Linked DNA regions of Mus musculus: regions 2, 3, 4 and 5 are each linked to region 1. The links are chromatin contacts, called in public HiCAR-type and promoter capture Hi-C maps. All regions are on one chromosome and are shown on one strand. Each heading gives the region's core, a stretch centred on a gene start, on an enhancer-like site or on the middle of the called end of the contact. The rest is flanking DNA. Distances are from core to core; before and after follow the strand shown.

Region 1 (2,700 bases), core at 40-2,539:
AAAATTCTAATCTTAAATTTGGATTAGTGTCGCAATTACAGACAACACTTCCTAAGCACTTTGCATATGCAGTTTGTCAATTAGAATACAGCTTTGCATGGATTTCTTCTGCTAAGAGAATCACCTGCTACCTACTGAGTCACACTCTCATTTATTTTATCAAGCAGGTTTTTATTCTACTTCTCTTTGAATAGATCCCAATATTAGCTAAAGAAATAGCTACTGCTGCAGAAACTGCCACTTTCTCAATAGTAGGGTGGATACTAGCAACTTGCATCTTTCTGCCTCTTCTGATAAAATTGTTTCACAAGGTTCAACACGTTCTTCCGGCTGTAGTACAGCAGAGCGATTGTTAAATTACTCAGGGCTGCAAGGCTGATTTCCTCTGTCAATACTTAACAGTTGTTGATGGGCTTAGTTTTTAATATTAGCTCTTTTCTTTTTCATAAAGAAATCAAAATGGTATCCCTTTTGTTTATAAGTTAATTCCAAAGCTTCCCTCTTCTTCTGAATTCTAGACTTGGAGAAACAAAATTCAGGAATTTCAGAGAAAAGCAGGCTTGTCCTTCCTTTTTGCAAAATGATAAAAACCAAGATGTTCTCTTGATGTTTATAATCAGATATAATCATGTATTAATAGTTTTCTCAAAAGTTGAATCACTGGTAAAGTTACTAAATACTATGGAGGACACCATGTAAGCAATGTAAACAATATTCTAAAAAGCAGATGTATTTTTTGTTCAGTATTTGGGACATACAGATTTTAAAAATCTCTTCAAAAATCAAATTCAATAGATATCCTGTATTTTTATTTGCTATTTTTGGCAACTGTGGCCACCATTTATCTATAAAACTACAAATAGCCTTTCTCACATTAGGTATCAAGTGTGGCAGGCAATAGCTATGGTGGTCATGGTTTTGAAACTCTGATCCTGCATCCACACGACACAGAACCGTGAGTAACTACAAAGTTACAATTATCTGGTCCAAAGGAAATACGGATAGGCTACAAGAAGTCATCACCTGGTGGGTTTGGGGTTTCTACTGAGAAAAGTAACTCTAGGAGTTGATGGCCTGGAGAAGCTCTCCTTGGAGGGTGGGGAAATAACTGTGGAGGAGGCTTCTGGTAAGAACTCGAAAGAACCAGTAAGAGAGATGGACTGGAATCCAGGAGACAGGCTGCAGCCAATCACAGGTGAGATGGGCGGGGCTTGCTCTGGCAGGGGTGGGCCTGTGGTCGGGGGCGGGACTCCAGGCAGAGCCGGCTCACCGGAGCGGAGGTGCGCGGCACTGCGCTCGGACCTTCCGCACCTGTCGCACGCACTTGCGCTTTCCCCGCTCTAAGCCGCGCTGACGCTGACTTACTGGTGACGCGTTACTTTCGATCGCCTGGTCATGGCCTACCCGGGATACGGAGGGGCGGTAAGTCCTCGCGAGCTGTGGCGACCCCGCGGGCCGCATCACCATGCGGAGTTCACCCTGTGGCCCTGGCAGTGACCTCTGGTACCAGGCGACGCCGGGACACCGTAAGGTGCTAGAAGCTAGGGCTGGGCGGGGCCCTGCGCCCAGGGGAGAACCGCGAGCTGGAGTCTGGTCCAGAGCCTCAAGAAACGTCCTTGTCCAGGCGGTGGTGTGAAGTGTTTGTGCTTTCTAGATTTTGTTTATAGAGTGGAGGAGCAAAAGACCATGTCTTGTTCCATTTACCTTTTGTGATTTATCCCCAACTTAAGTAGTTTTTCTAGTTATCTTTTTACCACCATATCTTGTCTTTTAAGTTGCTTATGAAAAAAAAAATTGAGATGTACGTTCAGTGCCTCCTAAACTTTTCTTTTTCTATAGTACCAAGCGCGACCGGATTTTCTAGACTTTGCTTTTGGAGGGGTTCGGCTGTTCCCTCTTCTGTAACCTTAATCCTCAGTACCTCTGAGAGTTTCAAGTCATTATTGCAACCTGTGGGTAGACCCTTCCTCTTTCGAAAGAAGCTAAACTTTCACTCCCCTCATCAATGTTCTGCCCAGTGAGGCCGGCTATGTAGTGTGGCTGGGCAGTGGTCACTGCAGTGCTGGCAGAAGAGAGCAGATTTCCTAGGCCTGTTGCTATTTGTTGTTCCCTAAAAAGAGACATTAGTGTTTTGTTACAGATAGGTGTAGACATTGACATGTGATTATGGGCTTCAAAAAATAATCCCTACCCTTGGGAGTAAGTGATTAGCTTAAAAAGTAATTTTTCAGTTCTAGGCCTTCAGCTTCAATACACACTTTACTGAAACTGGTTTGCTTGTAGTTACTTGCTTGAATTCCAGCTAGCATTGTGCACTTTCAAATATATACTCCTCATTAGTCATTTAAATGGACTGAGAACGTCCTTAAGGTAATGTTATCAGTCCACCTTTTAATACTTGTTATATTTAGTTGTTATATTAAAAAAAAATAGAAAGTAGTTTTTGCTAGGAGATACACCTTTGTCTAATAAAGTATATATTTCACGGGATGCATTTCCAATAAATTTTCATTTGTTTAATGATTATTTATCAGAGATAGCTGAGGATGTAGCTTAGTTGGTAGAGTGTTTCCCCTGGGTTGGATCCTCAGAACCACATAAATTGGGCATGTTAGCCTGGCCTGAAGTCCCAGCCCTTGAGAGGTGGGGGCAGGAACTACAAGAGTTCAAGGTCATTCTCAGCTTGAGGCTAATCTGAGC
Region 2 (2,700 bases), core at 47-2,546, 2.4 Mb after region 1:
AAAGCCTTGGGAGGCATTGACACTCCATTTCCTGTACTTAGGGCTTTCCTGAACACCAACACAGGCTACATCATGATTTATGCAAACATTACCCAGGGGAGTGTGCCATTTCCTGGCTCCTATTAAATTGACAAAATCTGTAAGTTACATCCAGTAAACTCATCCCCAGGATTTTTTTTTTACTCATCACTGCTGGAAGTTATGATTTATTAAATATAGATGTGGTTCATCTCACTTCGAATTTCATTCACAATGTTGCCCACACACAGTCTGCTAATTTTTCAAGTGCTTATAGATACAGAACACCAAGGCAGTCCTTCTGGGAAGGTAAGTCAATAGAATGTGTTAGCAGGAATGTAACGCTAGGCCACTGGGGAGTTATTTTAACTTGACTGAAGTCAGAGCGCTTTGCAAATCCTGACAAAGAAGCAGGAGTGGTATTTAGATGTGCGACTGCAAAAAGCCACGGATTCTTAAGCTCTTCTCGCCTTTTTCTTTCCTAAGTATGACAACTCCAAAGGCACTTAATGCTCATTGCTGTGGAGATGAGAAACCTTGGAAAGCCGCTGCCCTTTCCTGTGGAACATAAAGACGGCTCAAATGTCAACCCCTGCTCTGCCTCTCCCGGGTCCTTGGAAGACTCTATCTACGTGGGAGGTGAACACATTCAAGCTTGGATTTTTGAAGCCTATAGTGTAATAGGAAAAGGGCCACCCAGCAGCTGAATGTGGTCAGTCTGGAGTGAAGCCTTCTGGTTCACCCCAAAGGGCAAAGGTGAGACAGACCGCTCTCCACCACCCCGTGATGCTATTTATAACAGGGCACCTGGAGATCGTGGTGCCCTCCTGACCCCGCGGGATCTGGCTCCAAGGGAATTGTCTTCAGACACTTTCCAAACTTGGTCCGGCTCTGGGCACACACTCACCCCTGGGCCGCCTCCATACCCCAAGAGCGGATTGCTGACCCGGACACCACCACGAAGCTGCCTACCTGTCTATGGCACCGCGGAGGGTCGCATCGGAGGCGGGGGACAGCGCGTGCAGTCCGGGGACCTGCGCCGGGTCCTGGGCGTCTCCCTTGCCCTGGGCAACGCGGCACACCTGCACTGCCAGCGGCGAATCCTGGGCGCCTGCCCGGCCCGCGGCGCTCTGCCCGTCTTGCAGGGACGTGGTCATGGTCGTAGGCCAGGGGTCTAGGGAGTCATCGACCGCGAGGCGAAAGCTACGAAGGGCTGGGGGCGAGCAGAGCCGAGCGGTTGCAGGCAGCGAGCGCCTTGCAGGTGCGGTGGCAGGGCCGCCTGCGCTCACGGCCAGGGCGGCTGGGACGCGGTGGGGCGGGGAGCGGGGGAGGGGCGGGGGCGGAGGAGGAGGGTGGGGACGTAGAGGGTGGGGACCGGGAAGAGCGGTGCTGGGGGGCGGGGAGGATGGAGCGCCAGCCTGGCGGGCCCTGCGCGTAGCCCGGGCACTCGGGGGCGCTGGTGTCACTCTCCTGAAGCGTGGGGACCTCGACCTCAGGCTCCCTAAGTCCCACCGCCGCTTTCCCAAGTGGGTGACCCAGCACAAGGCTGAAAGTCCCGCGGGCCGAGTGCCACTCTGGGCTAGGAGGACCGACCTCCAATCTGCCTGGGTCCAGGCAGAACTGGTCCTTAGACCCTTCCGTGCCAGTAGGGCCACGGGAGATCACCTAAGCTGTGGCTTGATCATCAAGACAGACCCACAGTACTGGCAAACCAGGAGGAAATCTTAGGGCAATGTATTCTCCAGTCCCGCCCCCCACCCCGCGCTCCCTCCCCCACCACCCCTTTCCTTTTCCTCCGTGGCAAGAGATGGAGTAAAGTGAGGAAAAATCAGGGTTGCTGTCTTAGAAAAACTCCTTTGAACTGGTGAGAATTCTCAGTAAAACCTGAATGAATCTCAAGGTGCCTGGGATTATTAATAGAGTTTTTTCCTTGTGTTCGTTCTTTCTTTCTTTCTTTCTTTCTTTCTTTCTTTCTTTCTTTCTTTCTTTCTTTCCTTCTTTCCTTCTTTCCTTCTTTCCTTCTTTCCTTCTTTCCTTCTTTCCTTCTTTCCTTCTTTCTTTCTTTTCTTTTCTTTTTATTTATTTTTTATATTTTTACTTAGTTATTAATTAATTTTTTTTTTTTTTTGGTTTTTGGAGACCAGGGTTTCTCTGTGTAGCCCTGTCTGGCCTGGAACTCACCCTGTAGACCAGGATGGCCTCGAACTCAGAAATCTGCCTGCCTCTGCCTCTGCCTCCCAAGTGCTGGGATTAAAGGCCTGTGCCACCACTGCCCAGTTCTTTTCTTTTTTTAATGAGAGCATCTTTCTCATATTTTCCACATTCTGCCTTGCTCTCCTAACTATTCCATGAATCTACTACTTGCCTCATTTTATACATAAGAATATTAGGGTCCCCAAGCAACCCAGGGCAAGGCCCTGCTTAGCTCTTAGTTAACAGATGCACTCAGGATTCATCCCATAAGCTTCCATGTCAACCTAGGCAATGAAACAGTAGAGGCATTGTGTTCTTCCAGGATGCAGCAACCATACCCTGAAATCCGGACTTCTGTCCCTGCTTTTCATGAAGTATCCTACATCCTGTGCACCGTGGAGGACTTTCAGAGAGTTTACACACTCTTTGTTCTCTGACCAACTTAGATATCATCTGGTCCTGGCACCTGTTTCCCTAAGTCAACCTCCA
Region 3 (2,700 bases), core at 89-2,588, 2.6 Mb after region 1:
CCAATTTCCGGAATTTTCATACTCTGCTTAAGGCATTTCTAGGTTCTGATTAACAAAGAAAAAGAGAAACTGGGGGTGCTTTATGGCAAAGAGGCTACATGACAGCAGTGAGGCGGTCTCACCTAGGACAGGGTTGTGTAGCTTGACCATTTACTACGACAAAGGTTATTCTCAAGTTCTCCTTGGCCCTTGCAGGACTACCTGTTCCCACCACTGTTTACCCAAACGTTTAACAGAGTGATGTTTAGCATATTTGGCAGGAAGGCATGCTTCATTTAATATTAACTCACCATGTGACAGCCCCTTCCCTTCCAATCGCTCCTCAAACACGTGACGGTAAAAAAAAAAAAAAAAAAGTATAGGTGTTTGCCAATGCGACTGACTTCGCACTCGGCTTTGGCATCACCAATTGGCCAGAAGCACATACACACACACACCCCCAGTCAGAGGCGAGCACCCCGCCTGCTCCCGGAACTGTCAAGCCGGGCTGACAGCTGGCACACCTTGCTGCGCCCTCCGTGGACTTTCAGGAAGCCCCTTCCTTGCAGTCACCTTGACAGAAACCATCCTCCTGGGCTGGAGCGCTTGGCTGTGGAAACTTTTCCTTCCTTTCCCGGAGCGCGCTTACAGGTGTCGTCCCCCCCGCCGCTACAGAGCCCCAACAAGGGGCCCTTTGTTACCACTTTTGCTCCGGGACTCCTCACCCAACGCCTGCCATTCGCCTGGCCTTCCGTAACCCCGATCGGAAAGCTTGCCCAAAGTACCGAACCCCCCACCCCGACTCGTCCGGGAGGACGCAGTCTCCCGCCCGCGTGTGGGTCGGCCCGGGAGCCCGGCGGCCCCGCGGGGAGCTCGCCTCGGGCAGGTGAAGCGCGCGAGGCCTCGGCGGCCGGGAGGGAGGCTTACTTACCCTGCGGAGCCCGCGGGCTGCATGGCGGGGGTGCGGGGCGCGCTGCGGGGTAGGGGATCCGGGACGCTGCGGTCCATCGCGCTGCTGGCCGCGGCGCGGGCTCGGGCTCGGAGGCGGCGCGTCACTGCTAGGGTGGGAGAGGCCGGCGGGTCAGGGCGGGAGCGGCCGGGCCAAGAGCCCGCCTCGACCCACGGCAGCCAGGGGCGGCCCCGCCTCCCCGGGGCGCTTCCACCTGCCGGTCGGTCCCTGCCCGAGGGCGCCGCGACGACGGCTACAGGTCCCCGCCCCGGCCGCAGCCCGCAGCCAGTCCCGGGCGAAGGGGCGGCGCGCGGCAGCCCGGGCTGTGAAGGAGGAGGAGGAGCGGACCGGGCGCGGGACGGTCGCCACGCCCGCAGTGCTTGGGCTCCAGCGGCCCGCTGCGCACCAACTGAATCCCGTGCAAACTTTTCCGGAGGAGCTGCGAACCACAGCGCCCCCGCCTTCCCAAGCCACTGCCCGCTTTAGGGGACCCGGCCCGTCCAGGCTCCGCTCCTCCCCCGCACGGCTAGCTCGGACGCCCGGAGCGAGCGCGCGGCGGAAAGCGGCCGGCCCCCGGCCGCCGCGCCCGCGCCCCAACTCACCCTGCCCCATGGCCCTGCCGGGAGCCCCGAGCTCGCAGCCGCCTCGGCCACCTCGCTCTGCAGAAGTGAGGGTGACGAGGTCAGCATCGGAGCGAGCAGAGCAGCCAGCCGGAGAGGGGACGGGTAGGGCGAGCGGGCGGGGACGTGGAGCGAGGAGGAATTTCCTACCCCACCCCGCACCCCTCCGCGGAGCACGCGGCTTTTAGGTACCGCGGGGGAGGCCGGTGGAGAGGAAGCGTCTAGGCTGCTCGTTTTAGTCCCCACTGACACTGAGTAGCTTTGGGAAGCCTCGCGAACCCAAGAGGAAGAGTGGGCGGACAGGGAGGCTACCTGGCCAGCAAAACCCCAGGGAGGACCCAAGCTGTAGCGGAAGTGAGGAGAGCTCATGGACCGAGTCCTGCTGATTGACCACCTGCAGTCTGACCTTCGAAGTGCAGGATTTTCTTTTTAACCTTACTGACCCCTACGGTTGCTAGCCCTTAAAAGGCACCTCTGACATTGTGATCTTTTTAATCCCTGGCAGGTTTAAGCTCGTCCAGTCTTCCCAGACATGCCTCTCTTGATGTAAACAGCCAACAGCTGGGATTTGAGGACTGGACGTTCTCATGATGACAGTCTATAAGCTAAGAAAGAACAGCAGAGATTTAGTGGCCTCCTGGAAGTTTCACAGGAATAAAGGAATCTCAGACAGTGCTTGCTTGTTTGTAGTTTCGGTTCCTGCAAGAGTTCTTCTCAGAGGAGACGTGCCACCTGACAACCGGGTGCATATTGTCTCCTTACCCTTAGACCCTTGCCAACTGTTTTAAAGTAAATCATATTGATGAGTCCAAAAGCGAACATCAGGAAATAATGCTAAATTAAAAATATATAAATGGATACCTCAAGTGGCAAATCTGTAGGCATAAAAACATGATGTAGGATAACAAAGGACTTAACATTTTTGGTTCACATTAAAATTAAACTAGTATTTATAACCCGTGCTTAATTAAAGGTTCTTTGTTGCTCATTCATTACAACCACCACCAATAATTTCTGGAACCAAAAGTACTAACTACTACTCCACATAATTGGATTTTGTCTCTTTCCTCTCCCTTGTGGTGAATATGGTCTCAGTACATCTTTGAATATGAAATGGAGGTGAAGATCGTGGTGACTTCTGCGATGACTGTG
Region 4 (2,700 bases), core at 118-2,617, 2.7 Mb after region 1:
CTGAAATGGAATGTCTCCAGCTATAAAAACAATAATAAACACTGGAAAATACTGCTTCTATTAATGGAATGCAATAGCTTTTAAAGTTTTTACTTTTATAGAAGCTTTCCCTTGCTTCTAATTTGTTGGGATAACAGGGGCTATTCTTACCAATTGTAAGCACTGCTGTAAATGAATTCTATTAATAACTAGATGTAAACAGTATTTCATAAGCTCATATTTTAAATTTAAGATCATATAGGTGCACAAGGAGATATTATCTAGTTTAATTTTCATAGGATTCTTAAAAGTCTCCCATTAAGCTTTTGTACACATAATATACGCAGGAATCTGCAAGTTTCACACTGACACTAAGATGGTTTTTGTAATACAGTCTGCTTCAGAAAGAAGAAACAAATGCATTAGTTGACATGATCCACTGACCAGTTAATCTATGAAAAGCCCATTTTCCCCGGCCCCTGTGTAGCCTCTCCCCAACTGGAGGATGCTATTGTCTGATGTGGGGGGGGGGAAACAGTGCAATTTCCGCATAAAGAGGACAGATCATTACTATGATGGAAAAAAATATAAAAGCTTTTGTGGAAGAAAACCCCATTGAAGTTTTACTGAATGCTAGCATCATAATAACACTTTGAAAAGCTTGTCTTTATACTTCATAAACAGAACCAAGCAGACACGGGTGGCTTACCTATTATCCCAGATCCTATAACAGAATTGACTACATTGAAAACAGCGGCAGACTGACTAGATTTCCCTCCGTGTTCATGTCCGGAGATCAGGCTTTCTCTGTCACTCGAGTCTGTCTCTCTCTATTTTAATAGATAAAATAACGATTTTACTAGTTCGAAAAAAAAGTCAGATAAATAAGCAACGCAGGATTCAAACATAGTAATGACATCAAGTTATGCCTATAGTGTTAATAATACATCAATAAGGAGGGAAAACAAGAATGGCCAGCAATCCAAAAGAACTTAAAGTCTATCCTTAAGTCTTCACAAGTCTCCATGTTGAGGCTGCCCAACTGCTTTGACCCAACTCCAGAGTCTGTTAGGAGTCAACCACACGGTTTTATGAAATTAAAGAGGTTATTGGTGTTATTGAAAAGTGTTTGCCAAATCGGTGTAGGTCAGATTAAGTCAGATCTATCCCTTTTTGCCAAACCAAGACCCCAGCATTAAACTTAAGGAGGATGTTGAGCTCTTGCCCTTGTTGCCAGTTTTACCTGCAGAGGACCGCTCAGCTGTGGCTGCTGATAGCTCATGTCTGCATCTGCGCAAGGGCAGGTTCTGAGGCTGGGAAGCAGGCTCCCACCAGGCCAAACTCCCCTGCAGGTTTTGCCCGCTTAAGTTCGCCAGCGAGATGGAAGGAGCCGGTGCAGCGGGTCCCTGGGTACGCTGGGCACTAGGCTGCAGCTCAGAGGTCTCCGCCTTCACGGGGCGGGGCGGGTGCACCCTGCTCGCTGCTGCGGGTGAGGATGCTGGACATTTCTAACCCTGTAGCTCAGACTCCCCTCACTCAGGGCGCACCGCACTGATCTCTCTATCTAAAACTGCAAAGGTACAACCTGTTCCTCCCACAGCGTGCGTTTTCCCTTGCTTCTCTCTCTGTTCCTATGCCAGAGTCTGAAGCCAGCTAAGAACCTAGCAACCCAGCAGCCCTCATCTCCACAGAGTGACATTGTTTACAGGGTGTTCCTCCCCCTACACCTCTTCTTGGATAGAAAAGGACTGTGAAATGTTAGAACTTTTATATTAAGTAGAATTTGGAAGCCTCATAAAGAAATCATCAGAAAGCAAAATACTACTTGGGGGCTTTAGCCAGATTGTTTGCTGTGCATGCCTTAGTCAAAGAGGCCCTGGAAATTTCGGAGAAGGAAAAATTAAGAGAAAGGCGCGATAGATTGATACTGCGGATTCAGGTAATGATCCTTTAAAAAGGAAAAGGGACATGCAGGGGCCAACAAAGGGAGGGTCCCTAGAATACCTAGGCTAGGAAGAACCTTAAATGAAAATTTCTATTTGTCATTTTGTGTTAAACAGGATGAAACAGACCGGAAGATGGGCAGAGAACGTCCTCTGGGGCAAGAAAATAATAATCCATAGATGCTAACGAAACGGAGAGGTTCTTTATATTATTTATTTATTTATTTTATTTATTTATTTATTTATTTTTCGTGACTATTTAAATATGAAAAAAAAGTTTTAATATATAAAGAAAACAAACAAACTGGGTCGTGGGGAGGTGACTTCTCAGGCACCTTGGCATGAAAGCATGGAGACCAGAGTTTGGGTTCTCCAAACCCCTTGACTGCCAGGGCAAGCTGGACAGCTAAGGTTGCTGATGGGCAAACTTTGGGTTAAAGTGAGACATGCCTTCCCCAGTGAATGAAACAGGGATCCACCTCACTCCGGAGCCATCACTCATGCACAAATAGGCATCCACACACACCTACACAGCATGCAAAAGAAAGATAAAAGGTTAGAAAAAACTAGAGCTATTTAAAAATCCTCCACTACTCTGTACCATTAATTGAAGAAGTTTCAACATTTGCCCCTTGCTTTTCCGTTTGTAAAAATGAACACTCAGAGTTACAGTAGAAACACCACCAACTTCTCTTTCCTTGATCCTCACAGCTCTAGAATCAACCAGTTCATGAAATTATCAATATTTTTCCATCTATCATTCGTAAGAATTTATTTG
Region 5 (2,700 bases), core at 66-2,565, 2.6 Mb after region 1:
AAAAGCCTGAGCGGTCCCAACCCTTTCACGCTCCTATACCCCAGGGTCAGGTGTTCACATTCTACAAAGTACTGCTGAGAAGCCCAGAGCTAAGCTGTACTGATACAATGCACACATCTGAGCAGGGCTGGTGGCACAACTCTGAAATCCCTGTACGCAAAAGGCAAGTCCAAGGCCCGCCTGAACTGCACAGTGGGAGGGAACTGCTTTCAAAAATCTCTAAAGCTAGCAAACCATCACAGAAGAAGCGATACCCATGACCCGTGGCAATTGCATGCAGTCGGACCTCAGTTCAAGTTCACCCAATGGCTAACTGCCTCTTTTTCCCCAAAGAATCTGGCACCTCACCCCAATGACAATGACAACCCCAATGACAAACACTAAAGGCGCAATTGTCTAGTTTTCAGTTTCTAGCAGTGGAATTAAACCTGTGCGGTTGGTTCCTTCTCAGTACCAGACTTGGAAATTGGTCCTCTCCGGATGCTAAAGCTTACATACCTTTCAGTTAATGATTTCACTGGGAACAGTTCAAAGGCTCAAAAGGTGAAAGGTTAAACCTAACACCAAACCACATAAGGCTACTCCCAGAACTTGCTAGGCAGACATTTCAAAAAGAATGTTAACTAACAACTTAGAGCATAAACTTAGAGAAAACATGAATGCAATACATGTAGTCGGAAAATACAATGCTCACTAAACAATCTAGAAGCATGCATTCTACCTACAATGTTACGTGCGCTACTTTGGAAACATTGTGGACTTTAAGGTTTACACCAGTGCTCTGATAAATGAATTTGTAAAATGTTGCTGACTGGACGTCCACCAGGGTCCTACTCAATGCACATTGCGGTATCCCCAGGACCCAGTAAGAGAAGAAAACTGCTTAACCCAACTTTCTCCAGAGTACTGGACCACTGGGGTTTTGTTGCATAAAATATGAAAATTTGTAAGATCATAATGCATCAGGGAGATGTTAAAATGCCAATTATTTGCATTATTATCTCCACAGGGCAAAACTGTTTTTTAAAGTCATGAATTCTTTCAATATTCTGTATTAAGCGTGTTAATTTTACAGTGAAAAATTATTTAAGAAAAATAAACATTTTAGAAAGTGTTTTGCCCCATTTTAAGGTTGCTTCTGCTACACTCTGGCCTTGCTGAACATAGAGCAATTCTTAAGACACAGATAGATTCCTAGAACATTGAGGCTTGGCTTTCAGACCTGCCACTGCCTGGTCTTGTGACTCTGCACAGTAAAAGCTCAAGATAACTCTGGAACAAGCAGTGGATGTCAGCTGGATGCTGCTGCTGAGCCCAGAAGAGTACGTCACAGTGCTCACATGCCAACAGGCATTGGCCACTCCTGTGACCAGATCCAGGCAAGTCAACACCACTGTCTTTTTTGTTGTTTTGGTGGTGGTGGTGGTGGTGGCTTGGCTTGGTTTTGGGCTTGGGACAGGCTCTCACTAGGTAGCCCTAGTTGACCCAAAACTCATTATATAATAATAACTCAAAGAGATCTATCTGCCTCTGTCTTCCAAGTGTTGGAATTAAAAGTATGTGTGAGACCATGCCCAGTATAACCAGAGTTATATTTGTACCTTTTAAATGTAGAAGTCTAACTCCAAAAATAATCATTTGGGGAAATTATATTACTTAAATTTTTTTAAAAAAAATATTGGTTTGACTCTGCAGCTGTCAAAGTCTCTGCCATTTGGCAAATTACCTTGTAAAACACACTGATTATTGTCAGCTTATAAGAAGCATCCTATTTCTTTGAAATCTCTTAAGTGCTAAGCTTATGCCTAGGTGTAACCAGAACAGACCAATACCATCTACTATGGAAAAGCAGATATGGGGTCAAGAAATTTTGAAGGAGACTATATATGTGTGTGTGTGTGTGTGTGTGTGTGTGTGTGTGTGTGTGTATGTATGTGTGTGTGTGTGTATATATATATGTGTGTGTGTGTGTGTGTGTGTATGTGTGTATGTATGTATGTGTGTGTGTGTGTGTGTGTATATATATATATATATATATATATATACACATATATATATATGGTATATGGGAGCTTCTTTCAACTTAAAACTGTCTAGGACTACATACAACTCAGTGGTAGGCAGTTGTTACCTAGCATGCACAAGGTCCTGGGTTCAATTTCTGGCACATATTTTTGTTAAAACAAACATAAAACCACCTTTAAAATCCAAGTTAATATAAGAATGCACTGCCATTACCTTCACTATAAGTCTACACAACCAAGAGTCACCTGGAAAGGTGAAATCTCCCTGAATTTGCCTCAGTCAGCCTGGTCTGTGGACATGTCTGTGGGGCACTGTCTCTGATGATGTCAGAAGGTCCAGCCCACCATGACAGCACCATCTGTAGAGCAAAGCTAGCAGAAGGTAGACCTGGAAGGGAGCCAGTAAGCAGCATTCCTCCACTGACTTCAGTCCCTTCTAGAGCTCCTGCCTTGACTTCCTCAAGGACGGACTGTGACCTGGAAGTATAAGCCAAATACCATTTCCTCTCTAAGATGCTTTGGGTCCGAGTGTTTTATCACAGCCAACAGGAAGAAAACCAGGAGACCCATCTAACCATATTTGCCCCAAATAAAGGCTCTCCAACGCAGTTTGTAAACCCAGGGCCTTGTGTGTAGGAGTCCAACAATCTGTCATCCAACACATCCCCCCTCAGAC

What was found. Promoter capture Hi-C pulls out the DNA fragments that hold promoters and counts their contacts. HiCAR-type assays count read pairs that join an accessible place to other places.
Region 2: a promoter capture Hi-C map of hippocampal neurons shows a contact between it and region 1, with 6 times the contacts expected there. The contact joins the promoter of Grb14 here to the promoter of Gca in region 1. A contact is called at or near these places in 2 of 39 promoter capture datasets (cranial neural crest and hippocampal neurons) and 1 of 115 datasets of contacts at active chromatin or transcription factors (embryonic forebrain).
Region 3: a promoter capture Hi-C map of stem cell-derived epiblast-like cells shows a contact between it and region 1, with 6 times the contacts expected there. The contact joins the promoter of Cobll1 here to the promoter of Gca in region 1. A contact is called at or near these places in 4 of 39 promoter capture datasets (hippocampal neurons, liver, pre-B cells and 1 more) and 1 of 115 datasets of contacts at active chromatin or transcription factors (astrocytes).
Region 4: a contact with region 1 is called in a HiCAR-type map of astrocytes, with 6 times the contacts expected there. The contact joins the promoter of Slc38a11 here to the promoter of Gca in region 1. A contact is called at or near these places in 3 of 39 promoter capture datasets (hippocampal neurons and liver) and 1 of 115 datasets of contacts at active chromatin or transcription factors (astrocytes).
Region 5: a contact with region 1 is called in a promoter capture Hi-C map of liver, with 3 times the contacts expected there. The contact joins the enhancer-like site here to the promoter of Gca in region 1. A contact is called at or near these places in 2 of 39 promoter capture datasets (hippocampal neurons and liver).

Annotation. Positions count from the first base shown.
Region 1 is chr2:62,663,038-62,665,737 of GRCm38.p6, forward strand. It overlaps Gca (grancalcin), which reads left to right and starts at 1,290. Exons shown (of 8, transcript NM_145523.3): 1 at 1,290-1,422. The coding sequence starts at 1,396.
Region 2 is chr2:65,021,470-65,024,169 of GRCm38.p6, forward strand. It overlaps Grb14 (growth factor receptor bound protein 14), which reads right to left and starts at 1,297. Exons shown (of 14, transcript NM_016719.1): 1 at 991-1,297. The coding sequence starts at 1,175.
Region 3 is chr2:65,237,453-65,240,152 of GRCm38.p6, forward strand. Cobll1 (Cobl-like 1) reads right to left here and starts at 1,339. Exons shown (of 14, transcript NM_177025.6): 1 at 911-1,339. The coding sequence starts at 987. It overlaps Gm13594 (a long non-coding RNA gene), which reads left to right. Exons shown (of 2, transcript XR_001783320.2): 1 at 1-630; 2 at 2,054-2,700.
Region 4 is chr2:65,362,659-65,365,358 of GRCm38.p6, forward strand. It overlaps Slc38a11 (solute carrier family 38, member 11), which reads right to left and starts at 1,368. Exons shown (of 12, transcript NM_177074.2): 1 at 1,223-1,368; 2 at 689-809. The coding sequence starts at 1,261. Mir6337 (microRNA 6337) reads right to left here and starts at 1,742; the gene lies at 1,638-1,742.
Region 5 is chr2:65,219,461-65,222,160 of GRCm38.p6, forward strand. The region is part of intron 1 of Cobll1 (Cobl-like 1); the gene reads right to left. Among named protein-coding and RNA genes, the nearest start is that of Gm13594, 13 kb to the right of the region's middle. Within about 2 kb of position 1,316, at least 32 of the 459 cell types and tissues checked have an H3K27ac peak or open chromatin away from gene starts, as enhancers often do. A contact at or near this core is called in liver, where this site is marked.